Linked DNA regions of Mus musculus: region 2 is linked to region 1. Evidence: chromatin contacts called from public Hi-C data. All regions are on one chromosome and are shown on one strand. Each heading gives the region's core, a stretch centred on a gene start, on an enhancer-like site or on the middle of the called end of the contact. The rest is flanking DNA. Distances are from core to core; before and after follow the strand shown.

Region 1 (2,902 bases), core at 215-2,714:
AACCAGGGTCAGGAGGCTAAGAGATGGTAGTCAGGAGCTGGGATCTAGAACAAGAAACCTGGCATATTCTCTGGTTTTTCTTTATATGCTTTCAACCAAGAATCTTTACTGACTTAGCTGAGCCCATACTAGTCACTATTGCTCATGAGACCTGCCCTGGTTGTGCCAAAATTCAGTTCTGCATAGCTGGGTATAAAGTTAGGCATACCAATGTCTGCCACCAGAGAGCAGTGATGACAAGCAGATTCAAAGTCAAGTAGCAGAAAACAGCCCTACAGGAAAAACAAGTAACAGCTTGTTTCTGTTTGTGCATAGCCCAAACTGAGACTTCCATGCACACAGGAACATATACACAAGCCACATGTGCAAATGAGCTCGAGGCAGGGCTGGGGGAGCACTGGCATTATCTATGTTCACATTACACCAGAGTCCACTGAATTAGCAACAGATCCAGGCAAATGCTGGACCTGTCAGACCCAGTGTTCAATATCTGCTGCTTTGCATTCAGTCTTTTAAAGTAAATTTTAAATAGATCCTCACAGAAATATGAAAATATATATACTTTGTATGCAAAACACACCAGCCTTAAGATTAATGGCCACTTGTCCAGGAAGGTTGCTGTTATTAATGACCTGGAGGATGACAATCAACGGCTTCAGAAATGTTTTCTCCTAAGACTCTCTGAGATGCAGAATGGAGTTAATTAAACTGAGATAAGCCAGAGACTATCATATTCCTCATCACATTCAAGAGTTTACAGTCAAGTAAGACAAGTCAGAAACCCTTATGGATTTACATTGTGTGTTCATCACAATATACCCTAAGGCATTCAGGTATATGCTCCTATACTACCCTTAGCTAGCAAGAAAATACAGTAACTCCCATCTGCTTTTCCCAGAGCCACCTGTCTGTTCAGGTAGACTAATGACTGTCAAAGCACAAGGTTAAATTGACAATTGAATCATAACAACAAAGCACCTCTCACAAGCTTCCAAAATACCCAAAATTCTCCCCCTGGAAAACAGAGCTAGACATTTCCCATTTGTAGCAAGCGTCTGTGTTCACTAAAGAGGGTGATCCATCCTCCTGTGCCTCTATGCACAGAACATAAATAACTACTGTACCCATCCTTCTGTGCCTCTAACCACTCAAAATAAATAAATATTGTATCTTCTCCAGGGACAACAAGTTCCTAACAGAAAGAAATGATACCTGGAGAAAAGACCAGGAATGCCAAAGATAAATACACCAACTTTAAAGCCCCATCTCTTCCCATAAATTCTACACATTTTATAATCCTTGGTCAGTGTTCCACCTCAGACTGATGTCCCTCTGCCCTAGCTTCTGCCTTAATCATTCCTCAGTCTTTACAGTCTGGGGACCCCTTGAATATCCATCACCCATGATCCCAGGACCCAGCTTCCAGACTCACCCTCCTCAGCAGGCACAAAGTCATTCAGGCTAAGGCATCTGGACAGAAGGCTGTGTTTATATAAAGAGTTGTGGGTCTGGCTCACACTATGAGACAACTGGTTGGCATCTGCCCAAGGTAACATTCCACCACGTAATTTCCTCCCTGTGTGCTGTCCATCTAGTCACCTACAGAGTTGGGAGTGTCTGTCCCTGGTGCCAGAGTTTCCAGGCTATAGAGAAGCAGATTATTTTTTCTCATTTTTCATCCTATCAGGTTCCTTTCCATCCCAGCAGGACTCAATGGTGAAGGTGGTGAAGAGGCACTGAGGTATCATCTTTCCTAGAAAATTACTCCATGTTCTATCTTCTCCTTGCCTCAGATTCTCACAAGATAGAAGTAATGAAGGAAGCATTCCTTGACGTAAAGCAATCAAGCCTAAAGTCTAAAATCAAGTCAACTTCAGAATGAGGAAAATGTGAAGTCAGAGCTGCATGTAGTGTCTCGTGCTGATGACTTACAGCTTGGAGACCTTTATAGCTAAACTAGAAGTTAATTTGCTCTTCTCCAAAATGGATGAATCTTTTTAAAATTATCTTGGCAACTACAATTCTTTCTTACAAATCTTTCTTACCAAGAATGATGTTCAAAATAGCCAACATTTTCTCAATGTTGGTAAGCATGCCATAAACAAAAATGCAACTGGATCAATGTGCATCTGCTATGACCCAGTCTAAAGCAGAGGAGACAGAGGATGAACAGCAAGTGCTTGCCTGATGCTATACAGCAGTCCTCCAAAGCATCTTAAGGCACTCCATGTCTTAGAAGACAGCACAGTTCAGAATAGAGCTAGCAAGGTGACCCCATGAGACATATAAACACAAGCTGGGTGTTCTTTACATTTTACTGCACTTTGTTAAAACTAATAATTTTTTAAAGTAAATAGATTTTATCTAATGTTGTAGATCTCCATGTTTTCCTTTATAAATTAAGTCTGTTTAGGGGGTGTCTACCTTTTATCAGACTGACAATAGTTACCCTCCAATAATAGCATATATGGTTTTACATTCTACAAAGATTCATCATTCTTTTGTTGTTGTTGCTTTGGCTTTTGTTTTTTCTTTTCTTTTCTTTTCTTTTCTTTTCTTTTCTTTTCTTTCTTTTTCTTTTCTTTTTTTCTTTTCTTTTTTCTTTTCCTTTCTTTTATTTTTTTTGAGACAGGGTTTCTTTGTGTAGCCCTAGATGTCCTAGAACTCTTTCTGTAGACCAGGCTGGCCTTGAAATTAGAGATGTGCCTGCCTCTGCCTCCTAAGAGTGGGGATTAAAGGTATGTGCTACCACGTGCAGCCCTTCATTCTTCATTCTATATATACAGTGCAATCTAAAATGTAAGACTCCTTATATTATTTTTCCAATATTCTTTTTATGGTTAAAAAGGAAACATTGTGCTGAAGAATTGTTCGGTGGTTAATAGCATTTACTCTGTAATCC
Region 2 (2,902 bases), core at 178-2,677, 68 kb after region 1:
TACACCTGCTCAGATGCAGCTTATAACACCCCAACCTATCCTCAAGCCTCCATTTTCTCTATTTGAAAGTATTACATCCAGCCACTTTTGCATCTCCACCTGGAAAGAGTAAGTTGAACTTTAAAGAGATTTGTGAAATCTACCTGCAGTTTTAACAGGATAAAACATATTAATATATGCACTAAGAATGGTTCTTCTTTCCCCTCCCTTTATAAGTCCTATTCCTGAATGGAATTCGGAAGGGCCAGCCTTCCTAGTCTCCTGCAGACTTCTGCAGGTTTTTACAGGTTTCTGCAGGCTTGGCAGACACTCATCAGCAACAAGGTGCTTATACATTGCCAGGCCCCAAGGCGGAGCTAAGAGAAACCAAAGAACCTTGTTCTTACCCATCTGGGGAAAGTGCCAGCTCCAAGTCAGGCTCTGGGCCAATGTCCTCTACGAGTGCTGTGTTTCTTTCTTTGCTTGTATGTTAAGAGGTTAACTTCACTACAGCTCCACAAAGAGCACACCCATTTTTCAGACTTCTTCAAACACTGCCCTTCTCACCTTCCTTCTTGGAAGACTCAGCTGTGGTTTTGTTTTGTTTTGTTTTGTTTTGTTTTGTTTTGTTTTGTTTTGTTTTGTTTTGTTTTGTTTTGTTTCCAGTGCTCAGAACCCACCTGGGCTGTCCCAACCCTTCAAGTAGTTGAGAGACTGGAATAGGAACATCAGGTTTGGAGTGGATGAAGAGCACACCCAGAGGATCTTGTGTAAGGGAATCAGGATTAGTCCTGGGCGAGCCAGAGTCCTGGTAGGGGAGGTATAGCACTGCATAGCCACATCAGGCATTGAGCCAGGTCTGATACTTATCTGCCACCATGTTCTGTCTCCAGTAGACACAGTCAGTCTTTCATGTCTGAAAACCATGGAGCCTCCCAACTGCCATATGCTGGGATCAATGTAGCCCTAAGATGATGAGCTGATTGCTCAGGTACCCCTAAGTATCACATTAATGTAACTACTGGCACTTCTGAACTACCACCTGAAGACATAAAGAAGATGGATAATATGTCAGTCGGTACTCATAACTGGAAATTATTAGCAACAGTGGGCATGTACTGTCAAAATGAAAAATTCCAGCCACAGAGTTGAGAACTTTCATTCCATGAAAACAGCAATCCAATGAACACTGAACTCAGGACCTTACATGCTCTGAAAAGCATCCTCTGTAGGTCTACTCCCTGCCGGCTTCTCTCCTTCCTCTCGCTCTGCTTACACACTTCACCCTGTTTCTCTGAGTGCTGCTAATTTCCCCCTGAGGAGATGACAAGGAATGTCCCTTGTGTTGGTCACTGATGGGGAAGAGCCGGTCTCAGCCGTTTCTGAGAAACTCCTTCTCATGGCCCAGTCACGTGTCAGCCTCCAGGGAGTGCCACAGCACAACCACACACCTACCTGAGTCATCTCTTTCTCATAGCCATTTGAGAAGCCCAGCCTGGATTTCTGGACCTGCCCTCCCCTTGGGTTGAGCACAGAGCACTTGCCCTTTGTTGTTAGTGCTGAGGGTAGCATAGGTGAGTATAGAATTTTTGTGTTGCAAGGCAACCTTGGAATTGTCAAGTCCACAGCTACACAAGTTATAGATACATTACTAGCTACTCAGGGAATCCACTAATCCTTAAAACAAACGAGCCTGCAAAAATAGAGAATATAAGGCCAGGAGTCAGACTGCCTGGATTTGATTCTCTACCATGCAGTAGCTGTGTTTCTGGGGATCAGTCACTACATTGTTAAATGCATCTTGTCACAGAATTTTTTTCTTTTTTCTTTCTTTTCTCTCTTTTTTTTTTGCCTTTTTTATTAGATATTTTCTTTATTTACATTTCAAATGCTATCCCGAAAGTTCCCTATACCCTCTGCCCGCCCTGCTCTCCTACCCACCCACTCCCACTTCTTGGCCCTGGCATTCCCCTGTACTGGGACATATAAAGTTTGCAAGACCAAGGAGCCTCTCTTCCCAATGATGGCCGACTAGGCCATCTTCTGCTACATATGCAGCTAGAGACATGAGCTCTGGGGGTACTGGTTAGTTCATATTGTTGTTCCACCTATAGGGTTGCAGACCCCTTCAGCTCCTTGGGTACTTTCTCTAGCTCCTCCATTGGGGGCCCTGTGTTCCATCCAATAGCTGACTGTGAGCATCCATTTCTGTGTTTGCCAGGCACCTGCATAGCCTCACAAGAGACAGCTATATCAGGGTCCCTTCAGCAAAATCTTGCTGGCATATGCAATAGTGTCTGGGTTTGGTGGCTGATTATGGGATGGATCCCCAAGTGGGGTAGTCTCTGGATAGTCCATCCTTTCATCTTAGCTCCAAACTTTGTCTCTGCAACTCCTTCCATGGGTATTTTGTTCCCTATTCTAAGGAGTTATGGAGTATCCACGTGTTGGTCTTCCTTCTTCTTGATTTTCTTGTGTTTTGCAAATTGTATCTTGGGTGTTCTAAGTTTCTGGACTAATATCCACTTATCAGTGAGTGCATAGCAAGTGACTTCTTTTGTTATTGGGTTATTTCACTCAGGATGATATCCTCCAGATTCATCCATTTGCCTAAGAATTTCATAAATTCATTGTTTTTAATAGCTGAGTAGTACTCCATTGTGTAAATGTACCACATTTTCTGTATTCATTCCTCTGTTGAGGTACATCTGGGTTCTTTCCAGCTTCTGACTATTATAAATAAGGCTGCTATGAACATAGTGGAGCATGTGTCATTATTACCAGTTGGAACATCTTCTGGGTATATGCCCAGGAGAGGTATTGCTGGATATTCCAATAGTACTATGTCCAATTTTCTGAGGAACTGTCAGACTGATTTCCAGCGTACAAGCTTGCAATCCCACCAGCAATGGAGGAGTGTTCC

Evidence for each region. Hi-C and Micro-C count contacts between places; a contact is called where the count stands out from the background.
Region 2: a contact with region 1 is called in a Hi-C map of epidermal suprabasal cells, with 4 times the contacts expected there. The contact joins the enhancer-like site here to the promoter of Kprp in region 1. A contact is called at or near these places in 2 of 39 promoter capture datasets (both in the 3T3-L1 cell line), 9 of 484 Hi-C or Micro-C datasets (the C2C12 cell line, cerebral cortex, cortical neurons and 3 more), 1 of 115 datasets of contacts at active chromatin or transcription factors (embryonic stem cells) and 1 of 9 other capture datasets (liver).

What each region holds. Positions count from the first base shown.
Region 1 is chr3:92,825,783-92,828,684 of GRCm38.p6, forward strand. Kprp (keratinocyte expressed, proline-rich) reads right to left here and starts at 1,465. Exons shown (of 2, transcript NM_028629.1): 1 at 1,433-1,465.
Region 2 is chr3:92,893,899-92,896,800 of GRCm38.p6, forward strand. No RefSeq gene overlaps it. Among named protein-coding and RNA genes, the nearest start is that of 2310050C09Rik, 25 kb to the left of the region's middle. Within about 2 kb of position 1,428, at least 11 of the 459 cell types and tissues checked have an H3K27ac peak or open chromatin away from gene starts, as enhancers often do. A contact at or near this core is called in epidermal suprabasal cells, where this site is marked.